Linked DNA regions of Mus musculus: region 2 is linked to region 1. The links are chromatin contacts, called in public Hi-C maps. All regions are on one chromosome and are shown on one strand. Each heading gives the region's core, a stretch centred on a gene start, on an enhancer-like site or on the middle of the called end of the contact. The rest is flanking DNA. Distances are from core to core; before and after follow the strand shown.

Region 1 (6,959 bases), core at 3,383-5,882:
TGGTTGGATTGGTGCTGCTTTGTACTCAAATGCTAAATATTGGCCCCCAAGACTTGGTTGCCTCTGCAAGCAGATCCTCATGTACACCAAATGATGTTGTATAAGCCTTGTTCCCCAATTTAAAGCTACTGGTTAAATAAAAATAGCTACAGTCAATTACCATGGAGAATAGACGTAGACAGAACTTAAGTTCCTGGGCTGGGAGTAGCATGTAGGGACCACTAAAAAGAGGAAGAAGAGGAAGAGGAGGAGGAGGAGGAGGAGGAGGAGGAGGAGGAGGAGGAGGAGGAAGGGAGAAGGGAGAAGGGAAAAGGGGAAAGGGGAGAAGGAGAAATATGATATGGGGAGCAGGGGGTCTTCCTTAGATGTCATAGACCAGGAACACTTGGCCCAGTGAGGACAGACTGGTAGAGCAGAAATAAGCCAGGCAAGACTCAAATGGCAAATACTTGGGGAACGAAGCTAGAGAATTAACAGTGAAGTGTATAGAAAAATAGATTAAGGAAAATTCACCCAGTAATTGTGCTAAAGCTGATTTTAAAAATTCCATAGGACTCTGCTTCAATTATTGGGAGGGCTTGCTGGGTCATATTAGTAATAATAGTTATTAAATAACATTTAAAAATTCCATTTACACTATCTGTTTTATATGGTGCTGAATTCCATGTGCTCACATTTGCTGAATTTTGTGTCTGTGACCATCAAGGATGCTGGCTTCCCTCCTTTCCTGCCATTTTGTCTTCCTGTTGTGTAACCCGTGCTTCTCCTCTCCCCAAGCCTCCTGTGTGCTGTGATCACATGAGTATCCCAACCCTGCCTGACCTGCCTTGTGTAGCCACTGTCTACTTTAGGTGTCAGTGCAGTGCTGGATCCAGAGTCCAAAGTACTCCTTCCTCTCATTTTCTTAAATTACTTTTTAAATATAATTAGATAGTTGTACTTGTCAAAGAAATTAATTTTCTTAGGTTATTTTTTGGTATGTAATTATTCATTGTGGTCTCTCATAACCATGGAGCAGAAGGATTACCACTGTAAAATGTTCATACTGCCCAGAGTGATTTGTAGATTCAATGCAGTATCTACTAAAATTTTAATATCTTTTTCATAGAAATAGAGAAAAGAATCTTAAAATTCCACAAAAGAGCCACCAAAGGACTTCAATAGGCAAGCAGTGACAAGCACAAAGAACAAAAGGGAACAAGAGTATGGTGCTGATAAAGAGTGTGCTGATAAAGCCGTGTTGCATGCTGACTATCAGTACAGAACACACAGCCCAGAAATTAATCTTGGCATGCAATTGAGCTTAAATAACACCATCGAGATGGCCCAGTGAGGAAGGTGCTTGCTGCCAAGGCTGACAACTTGAATTCAATCCTGTTAATCATATAGTGGAAGGAAAATTCCTGAAAGTCTTTCTCTGACTTCTGTGTGTGCATGTTTGTGCACATACATACAGAGTAATAATTATTAAAAATAGATTAATAGGCAGAGAGAGGTGTCTTTACACTGTAAGGAAGAATGGATTTCCACATCAAAAGCAATGGAATTGGACTCGTAGTTCACATCAGATATGAGCATCATTTCAAAATGGATCACAACTTCAACGTACGAAAAAGAACTCTATAACTACAGAAGAAAACAATAGGGAAAAACCAAATGACACTGGCCATGGCAGTGATTCCAGGGTCTCACTCCAAATCCCAGGACTAAAGCCAGCAACAGCCAAATTTAAAACCCATACTTGTAAACCATGTCATAAAGAGTTACTATCTCAAATATATAAGGAGCCCAAATTTAATATTAAGAAAACAAAAATCCAATTTAAAAAGTGGGGAGGTACATGACTAGACATTTCTCAAGACACACAAAATGCCACATAATTAACTGAAAACAAACAAATGAAAAAGCTCAGTATTGGGACTCTGGGAAATGCAAGTTATGGCAAAAAATATGAAATTTCCTTGTTACTGTCAGAAAAGACAAATGTCAGCAAGAAAGTTAAAATAGCTGTTGCCATGGTGGTTAGGAATTAATGTACAACAGCCCAGCCATTTTGAAAAAACCGTGTGGAAATTCTCTGAAAGAACTACTGTAAAATCCAGCAATCCCAAAACTTTGGGATAACCCTAAAGATTTGAAGTCAGGTGCACTGTCAAGTCATAGAAACAAATCAAATGTCTCATAATAGATGAATGAATTAACAAAAGCAGCATACAATGGAACGCTCCTCAGTCTTAACAAAAAGAACTATGGTCATTTCCACTACCAGCCCCAGAACTGGAAACGATTGCAGGATGAGCCAGGCACAGAAGGGTAAGTGGTTCTTCTTCTCACTGATGTGTAAACTCTAAAGCAACTGAATTCACAAGCATAGATCAGAATGGTGATTACAGAAGATGGGGCATAAGAGGAATAGGGCGACTGAAGGAAGGTTTTCCCTTTCAGTTCTAGTACATACTATGAGAAGTACAGACAGTAGGTGACTACACCTCAAAACTGTTTAGATGGTAAATCTTAAGTATTCTCCCCAAATATCCTAAGGGTTGGAGGTAATGGACACTAACTTACTTCCATAGTGAGTTCATGAGTTAAAATATTTCTTTACACTCCACAAATTTATACCTATACATTTACAATTTGTAATAAAGAACTACAGTAGTATTCTGTGTAAGAACAGAAGCAAATTACTCCATTTAGGGGAATGAGTTGGCCGATAATATAAACAAAGCGTTATGTTACTATTCTTAAGTGAACTTTGGGAAATGTACTTTTGTTTGTAAAGTTGAGGGAAGAGACACTGCCATTTCCACTGGAACAAGAAGGGTTACATTAACATCCCCAGCAGAAGTGTCTCAAACACAGACTCACAAGAAAGAACTTAAAGGTGCCTTGTGTCTAAATTCCAAGCATCAAAAGATAAAAGCATGTTCCATGCTAACCCAGCAAGATATGAGACTTGAACAAAAGAGCACATTGTTCTCTTGGTTCTGCTGGCCACCTTGCTCTGTCAGGATGCTGGGGAGAAGCAAAGTTCCTAGCATAAAGAGCCATGGCTGCGGGATCCATGTGGCAAATTTGGCTGCATATTCAATGTATTTGTGTACCAAATTTAACCAGAAATATAACTCCTTCTTAATTTGGAGTGTTTTTTTTTTAAAGATTTATTTATTTATTATATGTAGTATACTAGAGCTGGGTTCAGACACTCCAGAAGAGGGCATCAGATCTCATTATGGATGGTTGTGAGCCACCATGTGGTTGCTGGGATTTGAACTCAGGACCTTGAGAAGAGTAGTCGGCGCTCTTAACCACTGACCCATCTCACCAGCCCCCTGGAGTGTTTTATAATCCTAAAGCAGAATACTTCAGTGAGGGCATCATAATTCTCAAATTTCCTATTTTACATCGAGGAAATAAACTAAAACTTTCATGAATAATTGTGTGAGTATGAAGAGGACTCTCTCCTTCAGAGTTTCTACTTCTAAGACAGTAAGAACTCTCACACTTCATTCCCATTTAGCACATTGCCAGTCTTCCAATACACACATCCATAGTTTCTCCTTCTCCTCGACTAGCTCTTCCTCACTTTGGCTCACCTATTAGTCTGTAAAGAAAGACTTTATCTTTGCACTTCATGTCACAGTACTTACAACATTTTCATTATAGTGATCTTAACAAAATTACCTTATAATGTGATGTTCAAATAGATACCACTCAGCCTCCAATCTCGCACCCAGCACTGAGTTCTAACTGAAGAGGCCTTGATGATGTACTTCTAAGTCACTCACATTGTCAGAGTTACTTGCCTTTTCTTCATCTCTACTCTAACCACTTAGGAAAGAGCTGCAAAAGGTTAAAGCATCCGAAACTCAAATATTCTCTCTCTCTCTCTCTCTCTCTCTCTCTTTTCGAGACAGGGTTTCTCTGTGTAGCCCTGGCTGTCCTGGAACTCACTCTGTAGACCAGGCTGGCCTCGATCTCAGAAATCTGCCTGCCTCTGCCTCCTGAGTGCTGGGATTAAAGGTGTGCGCCACCACGCCTGGCTTTCAAATTCTCTTGGGAAGAAAACATCTTAAACACAAAAGTCAAATGTGTTCAGTTAGAGTTACCTTCAAAATTATTTTTGTCCTAAAATGACCTCTATATATTCGCATGACACAATCAGTGCTTTGGCCATGGCGCTCTTAGGATGAGTCATCTGTCTTTAGCTCATTTAGAGGTCAACAGGGACTGCTGGAGAACACCACAGCCTTCAAGACCAGCCAGCTTCATTCCTGTTAACTAGTGCTGTTCTGAGGCAGAGAAGCAGGAACTGAGATACAAAGGGCATACCCAATATGCCACAGTCAGGAATCTGAGCCATGTCTCTGTTTCATGCAGCATTCTGTGTCCTATCAGCATAATTATTCGCCTGCACACAGTCTTTTTACAATGTTGTAACTTTACCTCTTCTTAATGTGTATTGAAATGCAGGCCCGTGCTGGCTAGGTACCAGCAGGGTAACTGAGGAGGTCTTTAAAATCTGCTCATCACACCTTTCTCCACCATCAAGAAGAATCTGTGGTTGTAATCAAAGAACCTCGAGCAGGTTAGTTACCCAGTGCAGCAAGTGCAGCTACAAAAACGCTATTTTAACCTGCAGACAGTTTATATTGCCATTAAGAGTCCCTCCAAACCAGAAGAGAAATGTAACTGACTTTTGATTTTAAGTAAAATCTAAAGCCACTTCATAATCTACTTCATCCTGACTTGGTCTTGTTAATTATACAAAAAATCATTTGGGAACTACCAAGAAATATTTTTTTTGTTTTTGTTTTTGTTTTTTTTAAGAAATATTTTTTAGTTAACCATTAAATGTTCTCAAAACACATAGTATCATTTAAAGCTAGGTAAGTAGCAGTCTTTTTTTTTTTTTTTTTTTTTTTTAAGTTTTCAGTTTTAAAAAACATGCAGAAGCCCCAGGCTACCTCCACAGTAGCCATGCTATGTGGTACTTTTCCTGTTGTAAGAGCAAAACCCAAGTCATCAGCATAGAAAAAGCCTTTGAGATTGTTCGTCCACACAACTCTAAGCTCTACATGCATAGTAAAAGCACACAGCAATGGGAGGCAATGTCTGTAAGGGCAATAAGAAATTCCTGCACTATAATCATTAACGTCACTAAGAGAAATGAGTAGCCCTCTCTCCATTGCTGTACATGTGAAACCCACATGTGTAACTATCTTTTTAATCCGGCCAGATGCTTCATGCCCAATGCTTCTGGGTACCTACTTTGTAATGTATCAAGACTGCTACTATATTTGGTCTGCCTTTAGAGCAATTTAGAAAATACTCTTTCAATTTCCCTATTTTATATAGATAATTCAGTAAGAATTAAAAACAAAGCAAGAGTTAGCAATCACATTGTCAAAGATGTCAAGGCTAGACCAAAACTGTAGACCAAGATTTCAGTAAGCACATTTAGGAATGATCATATATTAAGTATATAATATTTATATAAAATAAAAGCTACTTCCAGTAATAAACTCTACTGACTACAGTCTTTTCCTTCAATTAAATAGCTAAAGCTGTGGACTCAACCACCGGCTAAAGAAAACCAGGCTTTATCAAGACAGAACAGCTTTAAGGCCCCCCGCCCAGGATGCTCTATCTTCTTTAGGCAATCATTTGATTCTCTATTGCAACAGACAAGGGGGGCAGGCCCTGCTTCCTGGAAGCAGGGACACTGAGGCAGAGGAAGGCTGCAGTTATCCACAGCAGACAATCCACTGTGATGGAGGGTCACAGTTAACCACAGCAGATAATGCACTCAGCCAGAGCACAGCAGAGAGGACAACAGGACAAGGAATGCTTAAGTCCAGGCAGGACACTGACAGTCTACTCCACAGTCCTGCTAAAGTCATCAAAAACAGAAAGGTTCCCTTCTTTGGTGGTGATACAAATCATCAACAGAATCTTAAATTAATAAATTAGCCTAAAATATGCTAAGCTTAGGAAAGCTTATAGTTAAAACTTCATGTTTTTAAGACCAAAATAATTGAAAATGACTAATTTGTATAGACTTCTTATCAAACTTTCAAATATTTTAGGTAAAATTATTTGTTATATTTATTTTGGAAAACATGTTAAGTTACACAAATTATGATTTAATCTAAAATAAATACTTTAGTTTCTTAAATCTATTCTTCTCCTGTCGTGTCTGTTATAAAATATAAACATTAGCAGAAATAGTAAGATCTAAGACAGACGGATAAGATGATTAGCTTCACTAAGATACAGAAGTAAATTATTCCAGAATGCTCAGGAATTACGTATTTTAATTCTCAAGAGTTTTATCCAATAATTAAAGATACATAAGGGCTATTTTTCCTCAGAATACTAAACATTAAAGACTATAAAACATTCCATTTATTTTCCACTACAACAGAACTGAGAAGTTTGAAAGGACCTAAAGAAAGGATCTCACTCCCTCTTACTTCACTGTGGTGGTAAATGGGTCACCACACAGAGTAGCCTGCTCTGCACTGCAATCACAGAAATACGGTGCACTGTATACTGTGTTTCTCCTTTACACTAAATTAAGCTTCTTTATGTAATTTCTGTTTAAATGATAATGTGTATTCATATGCTCTTACCTGAGAGGAAATGCACTTTATTATAGGAAAGATCAAAGATGATACTGTGCATACATGTATGTGTGAATGTGTGTGCATGCACGTGTGAATGCACACGTACAGAGAGAAAGGAGAGAGAGGGAGAGAGAATATATGAAAATGAGATTTTACAGCTCCAAAATAGGACAAAATCAAGGCTACAAATATCACATCAACATCAAAAGGAAACTTGAAATGACTTTGACAAGAATTTAGACCTTGTTCTTTTGAAACCAAAACTCCTTGAGTTGTTTAGGTTAGTAACAATTTTTTAAAATGTTGGTTTAGCAATGACTAACCCACAGT
Region 2 (7,372 bases), core at 1,197-3,696, 47 kb after region 1:
CCAATGAACTGAAAAAGTGAAAACTCATTTTCACAAGGTAGGCAAACCAGGGGAAAACGGAAACAAAAAACCAAATTGTCAAACTAAAAAGCGTCAGTTTGGAGCTGCAAGACATGGCACTGTCTTTTATCCCAGCACCCAGGAGGTCAAAGCAGGTAGATCTCTGTGAGTTCAAGGCCAGACAAAGCTACATGGTAAGACCTTATTAAAAAGCAAAAATAACTTCAATTCAAGCCTTTTATTAAAGGGATTATTGATTTTAAACAAAATTGGAGATCTGGAGAGATGGCACAGTGGCTAAAAGCACTGACTGCTTGTGAATTGGACCCTGGTTCTATTCCCAACATCCATATGCAGGCTCACAACCATACATAACTTCAGTTCCAGGGACTCCAGTGCCCTCTTTTGGCCTCTGTAGGCACAAGGTATGCACGTGGTGCACATGTATACAAAGAAGCAAAACATTCATATACATATGATTTTAAGTAAAAAATTAAAGCAAATACTTAAATAAGAATTGCTCAGAAATAACCCAAAATGCATACTTCTTTAGCTGAAGTGAATTTCCAAAGAGTTAACTGAAACCGTCCATCAATGAAAAACTAACAACTATGTGTTATTGGGTTGGCTTATTTTAACAAGCAAAGCAAAGCAACATAGTAGCTTTACAAATGTAACTTCACAAATGCAAACTCTCTGAGTGTACCTTTGCTCTACAAACCATTTTATACCTGCATCTTATTTTCCGAAGACTGAGGTTACAGCTGTCAATTCAATGCAGTTATCGACCACAAAAATCAAGCCACTTTACTAATGCAGGAAGTCCGTGCCCTATGACTACTCCCATAATCCCAAAAGACTATCGACAGCAACATTTATCACTGCCCTCTAAGAGTAGCTCTGAGCATCATTAGACTAGCAGAGGAAGGGCTGTGATCCATATTCCTTTAAAGAATGTAACCAACAATATCAGATGCCATCACAAAATCAGGGATACTTGAAGACAAGGGAACAATCTAGCAGCAAGCAACACTGTGTTTCCATTCAGAGCACCACACCTAACCACATTAATTACAACATGAAACTGCTTTCCCGTATTACTCACCTAGATCTCCACCCTCCCACCACCCATCCAAAAAACATTCCAAACACTGACGATAACTTAAAGCTCACTCGAAGGCTGGAGATGTAATGATCTTAACAGTGGCACCCTCTTTGTATCACACATTGCAGTCCCAGGGCCCCTCCCCTTTCACTCCTGCAGCAGGTTAGCCCAGAGTGGCAGAGGCACTTGCGTTCTTTGGTAAACACTCTCTCACTCAAACTCTTCCTCATCAAAAGCCATTTAGAGCAATGGTTCTCAACCTGTGGGTCGCGACCCCCTGGGAGTCGCATATTAGATATTTATATTACTACGTAACCGTAGCAAAATTACAGTTATGAAGTACTTTTATACAAAATACTTTTATAATTAGGGGTTACCACAACATGAGGAGCTGCATAAAAGGGTCACAACATTAGGATGGCTGAGAACCACTAATTGGAGCAGGGGTACTAGCTCTGGGTATCCAACAGGCCAGAGCAATGGCAATAGAACCTAACACAGAGTACCCGAGGTGTCTGAGCCGGGTTATTGGAATCAAGTCCGGGATCTAGAACTGAGCGCAGAGTCCCGAAAGTGGTCAGAGCAGGGGTACTGGGATCAAACTCTGTAGGAAAGAGTGCGAGTACCGGAAGATTAGAGTTGTACTAGTACCAAGCGCCGGTACAGGGAAAGAAAGCGAGTGCGGGAAGCCGAGCAGCCGCAGCTGGGGTACTGGGACCAAGGGCTGGTACGGGGAAAGAGTGCGGATACTAGAGGGACTGAAGCCGGGATACTAAGCGCGAGCACAGGGAAGGAGTGAGGGGACCGGAGGGGCTGGAGCTACTGGGACAGAACGCGGGTGCCCCGAGTGCCTAAAGCGTGGTTACTGGGACCAAGCACGGGTACTGGTGAAGAATGGGCATTGGGGCCAAGCGCCAGGTACCCGAGGTGATGGGGTCGGGGCGAGATGGTGGAGCGGGGGTAATGGGACCGAAAGAGGCGTCCTGGCCCGACTCCCGGAGCCCAAGCTGAGCGGCTGGAACGGAGCCCTGCCTTGGTACCTTGCGTCCAGCGGCAGAAGATGGTGTCCGACAGTCCGGGACTGCTCTTGGTGCCCCACACCAGCTCCAGCAGCTCTTTGGTCACTTCGGACATGATGGGAACTGGACAAGAAGTGGGTCTTTGCTTCTCGGACTCCGGTCCCGGAACATAGGGAAGGGGAGGCTCGAGAAAAGGGCAGCGGGACGGCAGCGGTCGGACGCGAACGGGAGGTCGAGATGGGTGAGGGCAGCACACTGCCGGCACAGACCGCCTGTCAAGCCGGGCGAAGCGGCAACTAGGAGTTTCCCCTGCCGGAAGCGGCCTGACTTCCGGCTTCCTTTAGCCCCGCCCCCGCGGAGGGCTGGGAGAAAAAAAAAAAATCTCTTCCCCGGAAGCAGAAGTGGAGAGAGAGTCTCTAAACGCTAGGAGACTTTGGCTTTTTTTGGGAGCTGTCCTGTTTGGGGATAGTTGGACTATTGACTTTTGCACTGCCCTACCAGGGGGCTGAGACCTCCTCTCCTGGACTCTGCTCTACTTTTTTTCTTAACCTTTTTTAAAAAATTGATTTCTGCTCTACTTTTGTAGCAGGCTTTGAGGCTTTTGCTGTTACCTGGTCCTTGAAATCTAGAATATTATGTAAGCTAGAATTATAAGAGGATGGGCTATACCCTTGAGTTGAAAGTTGCCTTCCTCAGTCTCTTGATAAACCTTAAAAAAAAAAAAATCCAACCAAGTCATTAGCTAGTTACACCTGTAAATGCATTTGTGTATTTAAAATACCTCTACAGGTATAACACATTACAAAGCTAACTGGGGCTAAGCTGACCTAAACCAACCAATTGATAAATAGCACAGATTTCATATCGAAATTTTAAGGCCCCTATGTTGGCAGTACTTGGGATTAAAGACCCAGGTTTTATTCAAGGATTAACATTCCATTATACTTAGTATGAAAACTATTTGTGGCATTTAAAAAAGAATTTTCATTGGTTGGCTTTGACAATTAGGAATGGAAAGGGCAAATGTGCATTATAAAAGTTTGTGGACATTGGGGTGTTTGTTTGCTTATTTGTTTCTGGAATGCAGTATTTCATACTTATTTGGAAGTCGGACTCTGAGTCATGAAAACCCCAGACTCTTCCATGCTGAATATCAAGTTAGCTTCACTCCACCTTTGATTGTTGTTCCCTAAATTAGTAATTGCCATACACTTATCACCATTACACATATTGTGAGGTATAAAAGAAAAAAAATGTGTAAAAGGATCCAGGTCCTTTCTGGCATATGGAATATATTCACAAAACAAGGGATATTTTATTCATTAAGATATTTTGTGGCAATTTGATGCAACACCAATGACTCACATTTTAGGCACCTTGCTATTTAATATAGTAATTTTTCAAGACACATAGTTTGCTGATTTCAAAATACAGATATCTTATCTTGTTCCACGTTAACTAGTTAAGATAAATGAACTCATTTTAAATCACCCAGTTTGAAAACAAGGGTTTCCTAATGTATAGTTTTTTTAAAGCATTCTTCCCTGTAGTACCAGGGGATTGCTAAAAATACCTGTTGTGACCACGGCCTTCCTCATGAGTTTTTAAAAATGTCTCTTGTATTCTCTATATTATTTTTTAAAAAATTACATTCATGCCAGGCATGATGGCACACACCTTTAATCCCAGCACTTAGGAGGCAGAGGCAGATGGATTTCTGAGTTCAAGACCAGCCTGGTCTACAAAGTGAGTTCCAGGGCAGCCAGGGCTATACAGAGAAACCCTGTCTCAAAAAAAAAAAAAAAAATTACATTTATTTATTTGTGTGTGTGTCTGTGTGTGTGTGTCTGTGTGTGTGTGTGTGTGTGTGTGTGTGTGTGTGTGTGTGTGTGTGTAAACACACTTGCACATATGGGTTTTTGCATAGCATGGCACACATGTAGTATAAGAGGAAAACCTGAGGTAATGGGGTCTTTCATTCCTGAGGATGGAAGGCATGTTTCAGGCTAGGCATCAAACTCATTAATCTGTTTTATGTGTTAATCTACTAATGTGCTATTTTATTGGTCCTAGAGTTTTCTTTAACCTAATTTTATACAGTGAATCTTAGCTATTTTATAAGACAGAATATGCATGTTATTTTACATAAAGCTTTCTTCAGTCATTACAGTCTAAACCAACAATAACTTGTGAAATTTCACAGTACTTCATCTGTAACTCTCTATGACCATGGTATCCTTACAATTGCAGAGAGTTATTTACTTTTTTCCTAAAATGCAGATGCATGAAATATTATAATAAAATAAGTATTAATCAAAGGAGTGAAACATATACTGAAAGTTAGGACTAAAATTTACTTCCTGTGACAAACCAACATTCCAGCTTTGCCAACTCTTAAGACATACATATCTCAAACGGAAGGTGTAATTTTTTTTTTGCAGTTTTTGTGATTTTATTTTAACCCAAAACATGCACACAAGCCATCTCTTCATTTTCTCCACTGCGTAGCCTGGCGATGGGATTGGTGACTCTGATGGCCAGCTGTGCTGCTCATTCTACGATGGCTCCTCGGTTCTTAGAGGACACGCTGCAAACAACCTCAGCACAGTAAGATTTGTTACACAGCCGCACTTCCAGCTCCTTGACATTGTGGACCAGAAACTTCCGGAAGCCGCTAGGCAGCACGTGCTTGGTTTTCTTGTTGCTCCGGTGACCAATGTTGGGCCTCAGGATCTGGCCCTTGAATCTTCTTCGCACCCTGTTATCGATGACTCTGGGTTTCTGCCAGTTTTACTTAATTTTCACGAATCGGTCTGGCTGGTGCCTGATGAACTTCTTGGTCCTCTTTTTGACGATCTTGGGCTTCACCAGAGGCCGGAGGGCAGAATATATACATAAATAGATGTATGTGTGTGTGTGTGTGTGTGTGTGTGTGTGTATGTATATGTATATATTCATTTAATAATTCAATATTATATTTGTTTTTCCCAGTGGTATAATGATAGTTATTACATAGCTGATCCGATATCTAGCAATACAGAGAGAAAAGGCTGTATTTTAAAAGCATGCTTTTGTTCAATTTAAATATATATACATATTTAATTTCATAACGAATACTATGTCTTAATTGCTTTTCTATTGCTGTGATAAAGCACCATGACTAAGGCAACTTTATAGAGGAATGTGTTTACTTGGGCTGAAAGTTCCAGAGGGTTAAAGCCCCTGATGGTTGGAGTAAAATAATGGCATCAGGGACACCTGAGAGATCACTTCTCACAGTGCAGGCAGAATCAGAGAGAACACTGTGAACATGTGTCTTCTAAACCTTCAGAGCCTTCCTTCTGTAACACACTTCCTCCAATAAGGCCATACCTCGTAAGCCTTCCAAGTATTTTCACCATGTGCGTATAAATTTTCAAATGCACCACCCCGTGTGAGCCATTCTCAGACAAATCACCATACTATATTTGAATCTTTTTTCCACTCCCTCTCTCAACCCCCCCCCCCCCCCATGGCCTCTTGGATTCCTCTTGCATTTGTGACTTTTTCTTTTTTCTTGTTATACACAGCCCCTAATGAGTCTGTTTAGTGTTGTGCATATTCACATGTGTGTAGAGCTGACTGACTACTTTGGGATCGGCGAGCTCATTCCTGGAGGAAGCCGAGTCCCCTTCTCTCAGCAGACGTTGGTTGGATTATAGGTATACATGTCAGGAGTGGACCTTGGGAAACTTCCCCAGTCCTTGTTGTGAGCCGGCCAGTGGCTCACATGGACAGGGTACACCTGAGTGGCAGGCCGGAACTGAAAGAGAGGGAAACTAAGCAGATGAGAGAAAAATGGAGCTAAGTCAAGGTTCTTGATCAAAGCTCAAATTGAAAGAAAGATGAAATTTCAAGACCTGTAAGTCATATAAAGTACTCAGAAATTGCTGGTTGTTTGTGAGCCTAGAGGCTGCCTGGGGCTGAGAAAAGAGAAAAACAAACCTGGGTATGCCTCATAGTTAAAACATTCCTGGGAACATCTTGACCATAAGATAAAGGGGAATGTGAAGACATAGCAGGGCTATCTGAACTGAGTCAACAACTCACAGAACTCTGACACCCTGCACGTACATGTAATTTTTCTGCTGATGTTTAAATAAGCCAATAGTGTGTCGCTGTGCTGAATTCCACACCCCTAAGCCCCTTACCCCATAAAAACCCCTAGCTTTCGAGCCTCGTGGCCCGCATCCGTTATCTCCTGTGTGAGATACATGTCGGTCCGGAGCTCCATAATTAAACGTCCTCATGTAATTACAACAAGATGGGTCCTCGTGTTTCTTTGGGTGCTCTCACACTCCCGAGACTAGAGTGGGGTCCCTGAAAGGGGATCTTACAAAATGTTTAATGGCAAATGCGCTTATAAAGGGGGGAGGAGAGGCCCATTCCCGCCAATTCATTCTTGGAGCCCAGCTGCAGGTGGCAACGTGCAGGATAGGGTGTAGTCTCTTGCGGCCTCCCAGCAGGTAGAAGTATCTTGGAGAGGAGCAGTGACAGTGGCTGAACAATAGAGTGATCTAGGGAGGAAGGCTCCACCCTAGGCAATCTCCTTAGTGGCAGCAAAGTCAAGGTCTGGCTCAGCCAGCTTCAGGCTGGGGGAAGGTTACAAGTCCCTGTCACCTGATGTTGTCACTATACAGATTTTTTTGTAGGCACCCATACAGCTGTGGTTTCATGGGTACAGCTTCCCTGCTGTGTCTATCTAACACCATCCTGCATCCGGCAGCTCGATCTTCTGGCTCCTACCTTTCTGCCCCTTCTGTGATTTTCCATGAGTCCAAAGAACATAGGCTCTGATTGCATATGTATCTATTATAGTTGGGCACTCTATGATCACTTATTCTCTGTATTTTGATCAGTTGTGGGTCTGTGTAATAATTTTCATATGTCTCAAAAAGAAGCTTGTTTGGTGAGCAGCAAGAGCTACACTTATTTGAGGGTATAAGAATAAATATTTAAAATAGAAAATAGTGGTTAAAGGTTTTCTTCTACAGTTTATGATCTCTCCAACCATGGATGGGTGGTTATGTTTACAGTACCAGGCATAAATTCCCTCTTATTGAGGAGACCTTATGTCTAATACTTCTGCAGTTGTTTACCCTCAAGATAAAAGTGCCACAAATGGCCATATTGGGGTATGTTCTGGTTTATAGGACTATGGGTTGCTTTTCTTCCTTTCCATAGCACCATCTAATACCATGAGAGCTAC

Evidence for each region. A called contact is a pair of places that touch in the nucleus more often than the background predicts.
Region 2: a contact with region 1 is called in a Hi-C map of the G1E-ER4 cell line, with 1.9 times the contacts expected there. The contact joins the promoter of Mindy3 here to the enhancer-like site in region 1. A contact is called at or near these places in 2 of 484 Hi-C or Micro-C datasets (the G1E-ER4 cell line and nephron progenitors), 1 of 115 datasets of contacts at active chromatin or transcription factors (embryonic stem cells) and 3 of 9 other capture datasets (adipose tissue, liver and pancreatic islet).

The regions. Positions count from the first base shown.
Region 1 is chr2:12,367,394-12,374,352 of GRCm38.p6, forward strand. All of the region lies in intron 10 of Mindy3 (MINDY lysine 48 deubiquitinase 3), which reads right to left. Among named protein-coding and RNA genes, the nearest start is that of Mindy3, 49 kb to the right of the region's middle. Within about 2 kb of position 4,633, at least 14 of the 459 cell types and tissues checked have an H3K27ac peak or open chromatin away from gene starts, as enhancers often do. A contact at or near this core is called in the G1E-ER4 cell line, where this site is marked.
Region 2 is chr2:12,417,014-12,424,385 of GRCm38.p6, forward strand. Mindy3 (MINDY lysine 48 deubiquitinase 3) reads right to left here and starts at 2,447. Exons shown (of 15, transcript NM_024185.4): 1 at 2,146-2,447. The coding sequence starts at 2,239. It also overlaps the pseudogene Gm13321.